Linked DNA regions of Mus musculus: region 2 is linked to region 1. The links are chromatin contacts, called in public HiChIP or PLAC-seq maps. All regions are on one chromosome and are shown on one strand. The core of a region is the stretch at or near the end of the contact, and the rest is flanking DNA. Distances in the headings are between cores, read along the strand shown.

What was found. HiChIP or PLAC-seq counts read pairs in DNA pulled down with a chosen protein or histone mark.
Region 2: a contact with region 1 is called in an H3K4me3 HiChIP or PLAC-seq map of bone marrow-derived macrophages, with 4 times the contacts expected there. The contact joins the promoter of Syk here to the enhancer-like site in region 1. A contact is called at or near these places in 11 of 39 promoter capture datasets (the C10 cell line, the HPC-7 cell line, cranial neural crest and 8 more), 1 of 15 datasets of contacts at CTCF or cohesin (the NIH/3T3 cell line), 2 of 484 Hi-C or Micro-C datasets (bone marrow-derived macrophages and embryonic fibroblasts), 15 of 115 datasets of contacts at active chromatin or transcription factors (the 230-238 cell line, acute myeloid leukemia, bone marrow-derived macrophages and 10 more) and 3 of 9 other capture datasets (bone marrow-derived macrophages, embryonic stem cells and pancreatic islet).

The regions. Positions count from the first base shown.
Region 1 is chr13:52,271,648-52,278,877 of GRCm38.p6, reverse strand. No RefSeq gene overlaps it. Among named protein-coding and RNA genes, the nearest start is that of Gm33116, 41 kb to the right of the region's middle. Within about 2 kb of position 1,492, at least 38 of the 459 cell types and tissues checked have an H3K27ac peak or open chromatin away from gene starts, as enhancers often do. A contact at or near this core is called in bone marrow-derived macrophages and neutrophils, where this site is marked.
Region 2 is chr13:52,595,306-52,602,536 of GRCm38.p6, reverse strand. It overlaps Syk (spleen tyrosine kinase), which reads right to left and starts at 5,655. Exons shown (of 14, transcript NM_011518.2): 1 at 5,483-5,655.

The DNA.
Region 1 (7,230 bases), core at 243-2,742:
GGGAATGAGGGATACTATTTGCCTTTAAAAAAATAATAATCTTTCAAGGATGTAGAGTGGGACCAGAGGTGAGGGACCACGTTGGACTCAATTTCCATAGCTGAAGAGAGAGTGAGCAGAGGTAAGAACAGGGAGGAGATGTTAGTGTGAGGTAATGTTGATAGGAGCAGGAAGCTGGGGAATGGAGTCTGGCTTTGGGCATGGTTGAGTGCAGCGCTGTCCCTGAGTGCTTCCTGGGGATATGTGGCCTGATATCTATTCACACCTCACAAGGCTCCCATGACTGATGAAAGAGAAAGTTTTCGCTAAGTTCATCTTGGTGAAGCAATGACTTTACTCAGGCTACTGAATTCAGAAACCTAGGTGAGGGGTAACTTACAGGAACACGAGTGAGGCAAGGCATCACCAGAAAGCTCACCCAGCGTGGGTAACCACTCCTTCCAGCTGCAACCCTGCAGCTCCATGCATGCCTGGCAAGCATCTCTAGAAGACTCTTCTCCCTAACAAGTGTATACTGCTTTTATAGCCTCATGGAGGGGCATTCTGAGGCAAGCAACTTCCTAAGTCCACTGAGCCTTGTATGTTTCTTTAACTTCCTGAGTCTTTCCTCTTCAGCAAGAGAATGCTTCCATTTGAAAGAGAAAACTAAGGACTTGTTATTGGATTCCGTAGATGCGATGCTGGGCAACATGAACTGAGCACTGGGAAGGAAGGAAGGAAGGAAGGAAGGAAGGAAGGGAGGGAGGGAGGGAGGGAGGGAGGGAGGGAGGGAGGGGAATTGAGGGAGGAAGGAGGGAAGGAGGAAGGAAGGAGGGGAGGAGGGAGGGAGGGAAGAAGGAAGGGAGGAAGGGAGGAAAGGAGGGAGGGAGGAAGGGAGGGAGGAAGGAGGGAAGGAGGGGAGGAGGGAGGGAGGGAGGAAAGGAGGGAGGGAGGGATGGGAAGCAAGGGAGGAAGGAGGGAGGGAGGAAGGAAGGGGGGAGGAGGGAGGGAAAAAGGAAGAAGGGAGGGGGAGGGAGGTATTTGGGGAAACTTGAATTGCATTTCTCAGACTTGACTCCACAGTAAACTCTCTTATTTCCTTTGAGGTGAAAACTACTTTCTGTACCCAAACCAGCAAGACTCTGGGCAGTGCCTAGAGAAAGAAAGAAGTCAAGGCAACCTTTGCAGGGATGTTTTGTTAATGGAAGAATTACTGCACTCTTATGCTGAAGAATCTAGTAGAGGAAGAACTTTTTGAGTTGAGATGGACATGGGACCAGGTGAGAAAGAGGCCTGAGAGCAGCGAGCATCCCATGATGCAGCCTTGTCACACTGGCCTGGGGGATGGGCAGGCCAGATCATCAGGGTGGGAAGTGGCCTCCAGGCAGAAAGGAAATGGCAAGTAGAAGGAGCTGTCCCAGTATGGATGTGATGCTGTCCCACTGTGGACACGATGCTGTCCCAGTATTGACATAACGCTTCAAGAAGTGCTTTGTCATGTGCTGGACCACAAAGTTTGGAGAAGTAACCACAGGAGGGTGTGGCTCTGGTGTTACAGTTCCCTATGTTCCTTGTACTGTTAGAACTGATGGGAATTGGGCTGATGTAACCTTTCTGGCTTTTCTATGCCTGCCCCAGCTCCCGAATAATGACACAGAGATTTATTTTTATTAACAGATGCCTAGACCTAAGTTAGGCTCATCCTCAACTAGTTCATAACTCAATTATCCCATGTATAGTCATCTAAATTCTGTGACGTTGGCTGCTTACCTCTCAACCAAATTCCTAAGTCCGGCTTCCCCTGAGTCTGAATGGCAAATCCCCACCCCTGAGTCTTTCCCAGCGTTTCTTTCTCTCTGCTGGATGTCCCAACTTACTATCCTGCCTTTTGCCATAGGCTATGGGTGGTTTTGTTTTAACCAATCAGAAGATGCCTTAGGCAGTCAAGGAAGGACAGAGACACATCTTCTTCACACAGGGTACAAAAACATCCGTCCGACAGGCTGAAGTTATTCTAGCGAGGTTAAGTAAAGGCTGGAGAGAAGCACAGGCTATGAATGGGTGTATTAAAGGGGGAGTGGCTACACAGTAGACAACCCTGTGCTTGATGAAGCTGAGGCAGGGATGCAGGGGTGAGACACTGGGTGGAAAGGGTCAGCAAGTTAGAAAGCTGGTAGCTTTGAAGATGGCAAAGGAGACAGTAAATGTGCTCTTGTGCTGTTGTTTCCAGATTTTGGTGGTTTCTGTTTATTTTATTATGTTTGTTTTGTTTTGTTTTGGAGACAGGTTTTTCACAGCCTAGCTTTGAACTCATGCATAGCCCAGGCTGACCTGACTTTGGTGGGTTGTGTGCTATGTCAGCACACACACCCATACCCCACAACACACAACCCACCATGTTAGGTCACCATGCCCAACTGAAGCATTAAGGTAGAAACACTGATCAGATGAAATAAGAAGGAGTAGAATGAAGGATCAGCAAAAGGGGGTATGAGGTCATCAGCAGAGAAGGCTGGGTTACATGAGGAGGCAGGAAAGCGGCTGTGAGGGGGCGGCAGTAGCTGAGGGAACCCACTCCCACCCTCAGCAGGAGGACACTGAAATAGCTACATGGCTCACTGCCATTGGAATCAAGTAAAGAAAAGAGACAGGGTCACACCACCTGCATAAGTGATAAAGTGAGAACCCGCACAGCAGAGGTGACCCAGCAGGCTGTCCCTAGTTGCCTCTGGATCCCCACTGAGCCTCACAGAGAGGCCTTCCGTGCAAATTAGGAACCCAGAGAACCAGCTTCCCCACCGCACCCCACCCCCCCCCCCCACACACACACACCCGTACATAAAAGGATCGCTGGACCCCTCTGCTCATGAGAATCATGGGCAATGTATATGTGCTAGAAATCGACTTCCTGAACCCACTCTGGGCTCTGGGTTGAACAAAGGTGGAGAGGTAGTGTGAGTCAGGTCTTGCACGCGGACATTTCCCTAGCACTCTGTTGCTAAGTAGACCTATATCACACAGCGCAACCCTCTGAATCGGAAAACTTGTTTTAGTGCGCCCCCTACCTGTAAGGCTTAGAAAGAGCAGTGGTGTGAAGCTGACTCTCAGGGAGCTTGACATCTGGGAAGGAATCACTTAAATTCACAAAAAAAAATCACCTTTTGTCTGGGGTCAGTGTGTGACCATGACCTAGGTGCAAAACCTGACCTTCCAGACTGTAGATAGAGGTCAGAAATGTGACAGTCACACCAGGGTGAAGTCCAAACAGGCAGGTACCAGAATGAGTTCTGAAGACACATAAAGAAGACAGACAGAAGAAAGCTACCCTGAAAACAGCTGCCCCTGGCCCACTGCTGTGTCAGCACACACCCCCACACCCCACAACACACAACCAACCTGTACTCGCGTCTTCCAATCTGTGGGTTTATGGGCTGGCTTCTTCCACATTTCCCTGCTCTACCAACAAGCTCAAAGTGTTCAGGATCTGTGTCTGGTGCCTAGAGCATTGGCAGGCACTCCCAGAATCTCTAGGAACCCACTGCATGTTATAAATGAAGGGTATACCACCACCTCTGCAGCTCTTTCCAGCCCGGTTACTCAAACAATCTGCTCCTGGCGTGTCTCCCTATGGGCTAGAGACAACTAGCAGAGACAGAGACAGGCAAACCCGAACTCCAGAGGACAGGCAAGCCACATAAGCTGTCACGGTCCAGTTACTTTCTGCTCTTCCAAAGCCAGTCCTGCCTACACATCAGCTTCCTGCAACGAAGGTCTGGGATGATCGCTCAGGTTGAGAAAGCGCTTGCCACCCAAGCAGGAGAACCTGAGTTCAATCCCCCAACATGGTATAAAAAGTCAGGGGCACCATTGTAGCCTTGTAATCCCAGCACTGGGGGTGGGGGATGGGGGTGGGAATTGGCAGATCCTAAGACTTGCTGGTCACTCTACCCACTGTCATCAGAAAACCCCAGGTCCCAGTGAGAGACCCTGTCTCAAAAGCAAGGGATAGGGATAGCTCAGCAGTTGCAGAGGACCCAGGTCCGGTTCCAGCACCCACATGGTGGTTCATAAATACCCCTAACTATGGTTTCAGGGGAATGCCCTCTTCTGGCCTCCAGGGGCTCCTTCGTGCACATGGGGCACAGGATCTCATGCCAGCAATTATGCATGCACATAAATGAATAAATCTTTTTTTTTAAATTAAAACCCAACGTGGGTGGCTCCTAAGGGATGACCTTTGACCTCTCTTTGTACAGCTGTACACATGCCTTCAATCACACAAGTGCACTTGCGCACACACACACACACATACACAATACACATATACATGTATACCCATACATGCACTCATAACTCAATTAATACAGGAAATATAAGATTTCCCAGAGTGGGTCAAGCTGTTCATCACGGTAGGGATTTCTCTGGGTGTCTTTCTGTGCTCATTGTTGCTCAGTAATCTCACCCTCTGGCCCCATTTTCCATGATCCCACTCACGTGATGAAACTGCATCCCTGAGGCTGTTAACTTAGCTCCTGCTAATATGCCATCAGGAACCGTGCCTGGCACAAAGGCAGAGGTCAATAAAGACCCATCACCTGTGAAGTTACAGGTTGGCAAGACTGTTCTTGACAGAGCTTATCAGTTCCCCACATCCCACCTCAAGTCTTTCCGTAAACGGACACCTTTTGTTCCCCCCACCCCATGCCACCCCTACCTCTGCTTGGTAACCATTCTCCACACTATGTGAGAAATCTCAGCAGTTCACAGTGAGCCTCCTCCATCATCCCACCAACCCTCGGCAGAGACGAGTCTTCCACTTTCCATCACAGAAATCCACCCCCGGAGAAATCCTAGAATAGCAGGAAACCTACACGCCATCTTCCCCCAGGCTTAAAATCCACACGGCATCTGTGGAAGCGACGGCAAAGTTTGTCCTTCAGCGTGTTTGTTAGATTTATTTGTGTTAGCGGGAGGGGTGCAAAGAACAAGTGGAGAGTCAGAAGGGACCTGGCTCTCTATGTTAGGTCTCTCCCTTGGGGTACAACTCAGTTGTTAGGCTTAACTGGAGGCCTCTTTCCTTGCTGAGCCATCTACCCAGCCCTCAAAGTTCATGTTTCAAATGCAGAGGTGGCATCATTGGGGCTTAGCACAGAGGGCTTTGATTCCTTCTGTTGCGGAGTGAAGAAACACCCAACACCAACCACGCCGATTGCTAGTGTGTTCTCGGTTGTGATGAACTAATTAAAGCTTTCCAAGTAGCAGCTGGAGAGGTGGCTTAGTGGTTAAGAGCACATGCTTCTCTTTCGAAGAAACCAGAGTTCAGTTCCCAGCATCCCTATCACGCTGCCCATTACTGCCTATAATTCCGGCTCCCGGGTATGTGGTTTCCCCTTCTGGTCTCCGCAGGCACCTACCTGCCTTCAGTTGTGTAAACTCACACACAGGTATGCCACACATATAAGCATATATAAAATAAATCTTTCAAACAAACAAAACTTTTCAAGTAAGCTGGTCCAAAGTCACATAGGGCAAGAATAGAAAGGGTTTTGATTATTTTCTAAGGCATGTGTGATTTTTGTTCAGGGTGTGGCTCTGCGTTCTGCCCGGCTGCTGGGCATGGCCACTGGGGAGGCAAAATTTTGAGAGCTTGACTGTGATTATCCCACACTGTTGTGGTCAGGTGTTGGGTTTAAGAAAAACACAGAGCACGGCTCAGGGGGTGGGAAAACACAGTCTGAGAGTGGGGAGAAAGCCAAAGCTGGTATTTCCTGACTTCCAGGGCTCCAGTTGCCTTAGAGAACTGCACAGAGAAGTCAGGAACAAAGTGTCCGGGGTCCCCAGGTCTGCGATGAGGCCAGGGCCTGTGGTGGTTCCCAGACATCAGACATCCAAGCATCAATGGGAGTCGAAGAGCTGAGAGCGAGCCTAGGGCTGGGGGAGGGGGTGGGGAGGATGTCTTAGTCAAGAGTTTCTATTCCTGCACAAAATATCATGACCAAGAAGCAAGTTGAGGGCAGGGGAGAGTTTACTCAGCTTACACTTCCACACTGCTGTTCATCATCAAAGGAAGTCAGGACTGGAACTCAAGCAGGTCAGAAAGCAGGAGCTGATGCAGAGGCCATGGAGGGACGTTACTTACTGGTTTGCTTCCCCTGGCTTGCTCAGCTTGCTTTCTTATAGAACCCAGGACTACCAGCTCAGGGATGGCACCACCCACAATGGACCCCCCCCCCCACCCTTGATCACTAATTGAGAAAATGCCTTACAGCTGGATCTCATGGAAGCATTTCCTCAAGGGAGGCTCCTTTCTCTGTGATAACTCCAGCTTGTGTCAAATTGACAACACAAAACCACCCTGTACAGCAGGGGAGCTCCAGTTCAGCTCAGTGGTGACTGTCCTTAGCTTGACAGTGGTAGTTGTGGCTGGGAGCACAGAGAGATTTTCTACTGGAGAATTAAGCAGGGGTTCTGAGGTCTTCTCCCTGTTCCCCATGGTAGATGAAAGAGACAGTCCTCGGTTCCAAACCGTTTATCAGTTGTTCATAGTGGAGAATGGGTGTGTATCTGCGATTAAATACTTTTTGCAGGGAGGAATGTCTGGAAAGAGAAGCTTACTGGCTAAACCCCCAGGGCCTCTAGATACCTCCTTAACATGGAGAACTCTGTTCTGTGCCTACGTGACCACAGGTCATGTTTCCTTATGTGGGAAGTGTGGCACATGTTCCAGGCCAGGCTTCTGGCAGGGAGTTGTCTAAGTCTCAGGTGTGTACCCACTGAGTTCCCAGGGTCTCAGACCCACTCTACCCACCAAGCTTCCTGGCATGGTTTACTGTCCCACAAATGGGTGTGGGAAAAGATTAGATTTAAACATAATGATATATTTTTTAAAAATAGGTTGGATTTTAAATTTTTTTTAGAAACTCCAGTTCTGCTCCATATATATATATACATACACACACACACACACACACACACACATATATATATATATATGTATATATATATATATAACGTATAAAGTAAACAAAATGTAACCTAATTATATTTTTATTACATTTATTTCTTTGGAGGGAGGGTCAGCATATGTGAAAGTCCTATAGTCAGTTCTTTGCTTCCACCTTTAATGTGGGTCTGCAGATTGAACCTGGACTGCCAGGCTTCATAGTAATTCCCTTTACATCCTGAAACCTGGCTTTCTGTCTCTGTCTCTGTCTCTGTCTCTGTCTCTGTGTCTGTCTCTCTTGTCTCTCT
Region 2 (7,231 bases), core at 4,406-6,905, 320 kb before region 1:
CTTCTCCATGTTTACAGAAAGTCCAGGGGCCAGAGTACTCTGCCTAGATCCCCTCAGAGCAGCACCATCTGAACCTAGGACTTACCATCTACTGTGGTTAGGGTCAGGGATGAACCCCAGTGTTCAGGTTATTTTACCACCACAAGCATCAGGGCTCACACATCCTCTCTCCATTTCATCCATTCCCCTGACCTTGGTCCTACTTTCCAATGCATGACACTAAATATAGTTACTTCCTATGATGAGCCGTAGATACTTCCCACAGAAGTGCTAGAATTTACAAAATTTCAACCACTCTTTCTCAGGGAACTTTTAAAGTTAATCCTGGAGATCCCCTGATTATACTTCTGCCAGCCAGACAAGGAACAACCTTGTAGCAGATATGCATCTGTTTAAAGAAACAACTCCCATCCATTGTCAATACACTGACATTGAGTTCTGGGCAGGACTCCAATACTTGTAAGAATCTCACCCAACATGGGAATTTACTTAATGAAGCACATAGCAGCCTTTTTGTGTTTAGGGACAGTAGGCAGCACTTTAGCCCCACGCTTAGGACTATTTTCAGTAGGGATGGCACCAACAAAAAGCACGGAAAAAAATCTGTTATTAAAACGTGGCCCTAAATAGATCAAGAAAATGGGCACTGTTTATGTTGTGAGACAAGAAGAGGGCCACTGTCCTGGTTAGCTAACCTCATCTGTTAAGTTGACAAGCAAGGAGTCATCCAAAACCTCGATTGAGTGATTGTCTGGGTCAGACTGGCCTGCATCCATGTCTGTGAGAGATTGTCTTGATTGATGGTTTATGTGGGAAGGTCCTGCCCACCATGGGCGGCACAATCCCTAGGCAAGCAATCTTAGGCTGTATAAGAGAACTACAGAAGCACAGGTCAGAACGTGAGCAGCAAGCAGGATCCTTACATGGTTTCATTTCAAGCTCCTGCTTAAGTTCCCACCCTGACTCCTCTCAATGACAGACTGGGACCTGAAAGGGTCCAAATAAACCTTTTTCTTGCCAGAAGTTGCTTTTTGGTCAGGTTTTCTCACAGAAACAGAATGAAATCATTCCGTGCATGTCCACAAAAAATGACAGAGTGCTATAACTGACTAGACTTGCAAATACATTTTAGTGAAGTGTGTGTGTGTGTGTGTGTGTGTGTGTGTGCATGCGAGTGTGGATTATATGTTTGTGTGTGTGTGTGTATGTGTGTGTGCATGCACATCCAACAGAGATCAACCTTAGCTTTTGTTTTTCAGACCCCCTCCATCTGTCTTGCTTCCTGAGACAGGCTATCTTACTGGCATGGCGCTTTCCGAACAGGCTAGGCTGGCCAGGAAGCCCCAGGAATCCCTGTGTTCAAACCTCTCCAGGACTGAGAAGTATGAACCACCATGCCTGCTGCTACTGGTGTTGTTCTGTAGGCCTGCATGGGGTTGACCCCAGGTCCTCATGCTTGCAAGGCAACACATTGACTGGGTTATTCACCCCAAGATCAAGAAACAGTGAATCCTTAAATAAGGAATCCATGATCAAGAGTTCAGTGGCTCTAAGTAATTTCTTCCCTCTCCCCACACTTCCATGAAAAGACCCAATCTCTTTCACAAAGATCCAGAATGCTACAGTTTAGAGAAAACCAGTTATTTGTATGCTAAGACTATATTCACCTGTATGCAACTATATTTTATTAAAAGTTATTTCCCACACTTTCTAGCTAGACGTGGACTGGAAGAGAAGAGACAGCCTGTGCCATATTCCCTTTCTTTGATTAGCCTCTGTCCTTGTTATCAAGGGGGGCTCTGAGCAGTGGGAGCAAGGCCTCAGCCCATTTGGAGTCCACCAGAGCATGTCTTCTGCAGGCAAGGCTCCCCTCCTCTTCCAGCTACCCACCCCCCCACCCCATTCCCTGCAGGACTCTGTCATCAGTTCTTAGTCATGTAAGACTGCTGGTGCTCCCATCATGTGGCCACAAAAGCCCTTGGTGTAATGTGGACTGTGGTTGGAGGAGAGAGCTCTCTGGGAAAACACCACCTAAGGGTAACATCTGCCCACTCTGGGCCACACAGCGGAACAAAATCAGGAAGATGCAAATACAAGCTTATAACACTTGAAACCACACGGCCACTCCAATGCAAAACAGCCCCACTCAAGTGTACCTGGGAAATTTCCTTGCAGCCTGAAGTTGAGTAATTAAATGCTAGAACTTCATTTAAAAGAAAAACTTCCTCTGGGGGATATGGTAATTTTCATTTAAAAAAAAAAAAAGAGGAATGAGCCCAGCCTGGTGGGAGAGTCAGTCTCACTAGGCTGGTCAGGCTGGTTGGTGACAGGCCACCCCACTGCACTGAGCTCTGCAGCTGGCTACCCTCAAACTGCTTTTCCTGGAGCTGCAAGCATTCACACGGCTTCTTCTCGAAGCTCTCACCATGCAGAAAACACATGGGCCCCAAAGTGGGGCTTAAGCAGGGAGGAATGGAGCCCAGAGGGTCCTGGGCCTGAATGGGCCTGCTCAGGGCAGCTACGTCAGCTTCATTGTCAGAGATTGGCTTGCCCTCTGGAAGGCTATCTTACAGGGCCTCTGTCCCCCAGATTTCCTCGACCCTGCCTGGATGTCACACTGCACAGACACCTAGTCTCCCAAGGAGGAGCCACACCTTTATCTGAGGAGCACCTCCCTGTTCCATCCTGGCAGCAGCTCAGGAGATGGCAGGAGATGTCTCAGAATCCATGGCCTGTACTTCAGAGTCAGGAAGCACAGCCAAGCCTGGCCTGCTTGATGTCCACCATCATTCAGAAATAGAGAGCCAATCAGACACACAAAACCACACCCTGACCCTTGAAAACCAGACTGGTGTGGGGCAGCTTCAGAGCAGAGGATCCCCAAAACACACCCGGCAGAGGCTGACCCATCTCAGCAGGCCACTGGATATCCTCAGATCTCACAGGCAAGCTCTCTAAGCTGGCTCTCTATGCCTACGGGATGCCATCAGCACAAGTCACAGAGGGTGCCTGTAGTCCACAGAAGATGAGCTGTTTACTTAGAAACAAGCAACCAGCCTACCTAAGTGCACGTAATATTTGTACATGCTCATGTGTGTGTAGGTATTCATATGTACGGAGGCCAGAGATCAATCTTAGATGCTGTAACTCAGGTGCCATGCACTGTATTTGGAGACAGGACCTCCCACTGGCTTGGAACCTGCCACAGAGGCCAGGCCACCTAGCCAGCAAGCCCCAGAGATCTGCCTCTTTCCATACTCCCCCAGCTCTGGAATTACACGCACGCGTCCCCACACTCAGCTTTTGGGTCCGGAACTCATTTCTTCGTGCTTGCTTGACACAAACCTTATCGGTTGAGCTATCTCATCAGCCCATGTTGTATGTAACTCTTGAATCTAAGTCACAGACCCACCGGACAGACCTGCGGAACGGATGCCACAAGCTAGTTAGCAAGCAACTGTGCCGGAGGGAACATGAACACCCTGTTTCCCTAACAACATGTAGAGAAAGTTCTGGAATGAAAGCTGCCATGATCTAGCGAGAACCATGTGTACCCTGATTCTCATGGATACTTTTTGCACCTTATGTGACTGGCTGACATTGCCTGCAGATGACTCTGGAACAGAGGAAGAGAGTCCTCGCAGGTCCAAGCTTCTGCCTGCTCAGGTGCCTGCTCCACACACGGTTTTAAGCCAGTGCAGACTTGGAAAGGAGGCCAAAGAACAGGAAATCAATACAGACATCTCGCCTGGTGATTTTTAAGCAGGAAACATGGAAACTTCTGCTGGAAGCCAGAATTTTCCTTCTTGAAGTGACACTGTCTGTGAGGGAAGCACATAGACCATATTCCCCCTAGCCTGGCAGGCAGGCAGGCAGAGCAAATGTTCTTGAATAGTCCCTTGCACAGCAGAGAAACCAAGCAAGGACAGCCGTCCAAACCACTCCCCATGTTTGTGGAAGCACTTATCATTAATCCCAGCACTGTACTGTAAGCTGGGAGGTAGAGACAGGAGAATTCCCTGAAGCTCACGGGCCAGGCAGCTTATATATGCAGCACAGAATAACAAAGAGGTGAACACTCACTCAGAGTTGTCTTCTGACCTCCACGTGTGTACCACAGCATGCACATGACAGCTCTCTGTCTCTCTGTCTCTGTGTCCCCCATCTCTCTCTCTCTCTCTCTCTCTCTCACACACACACACACACACACACACACAAACACACATACACAGACATACATAAATATACCATACATAAAAGTATGTATATGTATATGTATATGTATATGTATATGTATATGTATATGTATATGTATATGTATATGTATATATCACACACACACATACACATACACCACACATAAAGGTATATACACATATATAAGTACAACATACACCACAATACATACACATAAAGGTATATACACATACATATGTATACCACACACACATATACATAAAGATATATATATATATATATATATATATACCACACACACACACCATACACACATACACATAAAGGTATATACATATATGCATACAACACACACACACCACACACATACGCATCAAGATATATATATATACACATATATACACACCATACATACATACATACATACATACATACATACATACAGGTGTATATACACACAACACACACATACACCATACATATATACATATACATCTCTCTCTCCACCACACAGACACCATATGTACAGCTATGTACATATACACAAATACACTCACACATAAAATACCAACAACCGACCAAGTTGCAGACATTTCCTGATAAGACTGTCTCCTGATTTTTCCTGCCATCATCTTGGGACAAAGTACTCAGGATAGGTGGAGAGCCAAGTGACAGTATTCTTCTGGTTCCCACCCCAAGTCCCATCCCAGGGAATCCCAGCTGGGTGGCTGGGGTTGAGGCCACAGTGAACGCTGTGCCCAACAAACTCCATTTCAGTAGGCCGTGGGGGCCTGGCTGAAGCTGCTGCTGTCTAGGCTCTATTTTTACTTCCCCATCTGCCCACCTCACAAGGACAATATGTACAGGGTCCTCAAGGCCTCTAGAGAAACCAAATGACCCACATTCGACACAAAGGACCTGTCACACCTGCTCAAGGAAATCTTGGTTTCTCTGAAATTCCTGACTATGAAATATTCCAGGAAATTACAGTGGAGTTACTCCCGAGACTTCACAGCTGTATCTAAAGACACGAATTAACCCCAGTGCTTAAAGAAAGTACCGGCTATGTGCTCAGGGAAGAAAGATGTCTCTGCCATGTGAGAACTGCAGTAATTATCAACTCCATAGCTCAAGATGAACGAATGTCAGCCAGGGCATGATGTAGCCCAGGGGACGGTATCGGCCAGGAAAGCACATACTCGGATACTGGCGTGCTCTCTAATGCCCACCCATGGTGCAGAGAGCCATGAGGTCGCCATTATTGATTGCTACAGATCTGACTTACCTTCCTGTCCTGGAGTCACAGAAGGCCTGGGCTCCCGGGCACCAGGCAGCATGGAACGTTGAAAGGACCAGACTGGCAGTCTTGAAAATGGGAATGGCTGCAATGGAGAGAAGGCAGAGGAGAGCAAGTGGAGGTTTCCTGCTGTTAAGTGGTGTCTGTAACTAGGGAAGTGGCTTTTCCTCAAAGTGTCAGCAAGCAAGACAAGCCAGAAAGCAGAAGTAAGAGGGTGTGTGTGTGTTGGGGGGGGGTGGTGCTTGATAATTTCATAGTCAAAATGAAGTTACAGTCAGAAGGCAGGGATCCCAAACAAACACCTGCCAGTGGAGGAGGATCTTGGCGATTCTTGACCAGGATTGTCACGCTGATTCTTAGACCTAAGCTACACAACCTGGCTAAAACTGTGTGCCAAGCTTAGGGTATGTCAATTTTTCTTCTCATTATATTACTGTATATCATGTTTGACGATTTACTAATTCTGTTGATCATTTTAAAGGCTCCAAGTAGGTTTTCTTCATTTTTGTTTAGTTTCCTATTTTTGGCTTCAGAGTTTACCATGTTACCTCCTTTGACCATCGTGGCCTAGGCTTAATGTACTGTAATTCTTGATAATTCTTATAAAACTTAATTTCCTATAGTGAGAGCACATCCTTGCCTAAAACTATAGGTGACTGAGTTGACACAGCTCTCTTTATCTTCTACATCATCGGGGTTTGGGTATGCCGCTCCAGGGTTCATGTGCTGGGAGCTTGGCTAAGGTGTGGCACATTCGAGTGTCATAACCTTTGAGAGGTGGGTTCTGAGGTACAAGGGAGCGAGTTCACTGAGGCACCAGCCTTGGAAAAGACTAATGGCTATCTCAGAGGACTAAGTTAAGTCTCAGTGAACTGAGTTAGTTACTTTGACAGTGAATTGTTATCAAGCAAGGTCATCCCACCAATTTGGTCCCATCCACAACCATGATTCATCACAGCCTTCCACCATGTGGTGCCATCTGCCAGGATGTCATGCCATGTAAGGGGCTCACCTGACGTGGCAGCCTGAACTTGGGCTTTTAAGCCCTAAACTGCGAGCCAAACTAAACTCCCTTTCTTTATAAAGCACTCAGTCTCAAGGATTTTGTTATAGCAGTGGGCCTAGTGTTCGGGATTTCTTTCTAAGCACTACTTTTAGCATCATTTGAAAAATGTTGGTATAGCATATTTTATTTTTTAAAAAATATCATTATTTTATGTATATGAGCATTTTGCCTACATATGTGTATGTGTATCATGCATGTGCTTAGTACCTATGGTTGTCAGAAGAGGACAGCCGATACCTTGAGAATGGAGTTACAGACAGTGTGAGCTGTCAGTGGGGTGCTGGGAATTGAACACGGGTCCTCTGCAAGAACAACAAGTGCACCCGGTTGTTGAGCTAATCCTCCAGGGCCTTGAATTCTCATCTGTATGCTAGGTAAAATATTTTAAGAGTTCTTTTGAGACTTTTATCAACTCACAGGTTATATAAAAGCCCATTATTCGCTTTCCAGATACTTTTTTTTGTTATGGATATATGGTTTGATTTTGTTGTGTTCTAAAAAACAATTTACGTGGCTTTTTAAATGTAAGCTTAGTGGGTTTTCCAAGCAGGTACTTTATTTTGGTAAATATTCCTTGAGTGCTTGAGAGGAATGCCTACTTTGGTTGTTAGAGTCAATGTCTTACAAATGTCAGGCTGGTTGACAGTGTTGCTCTGGTCTCATCATGGCTA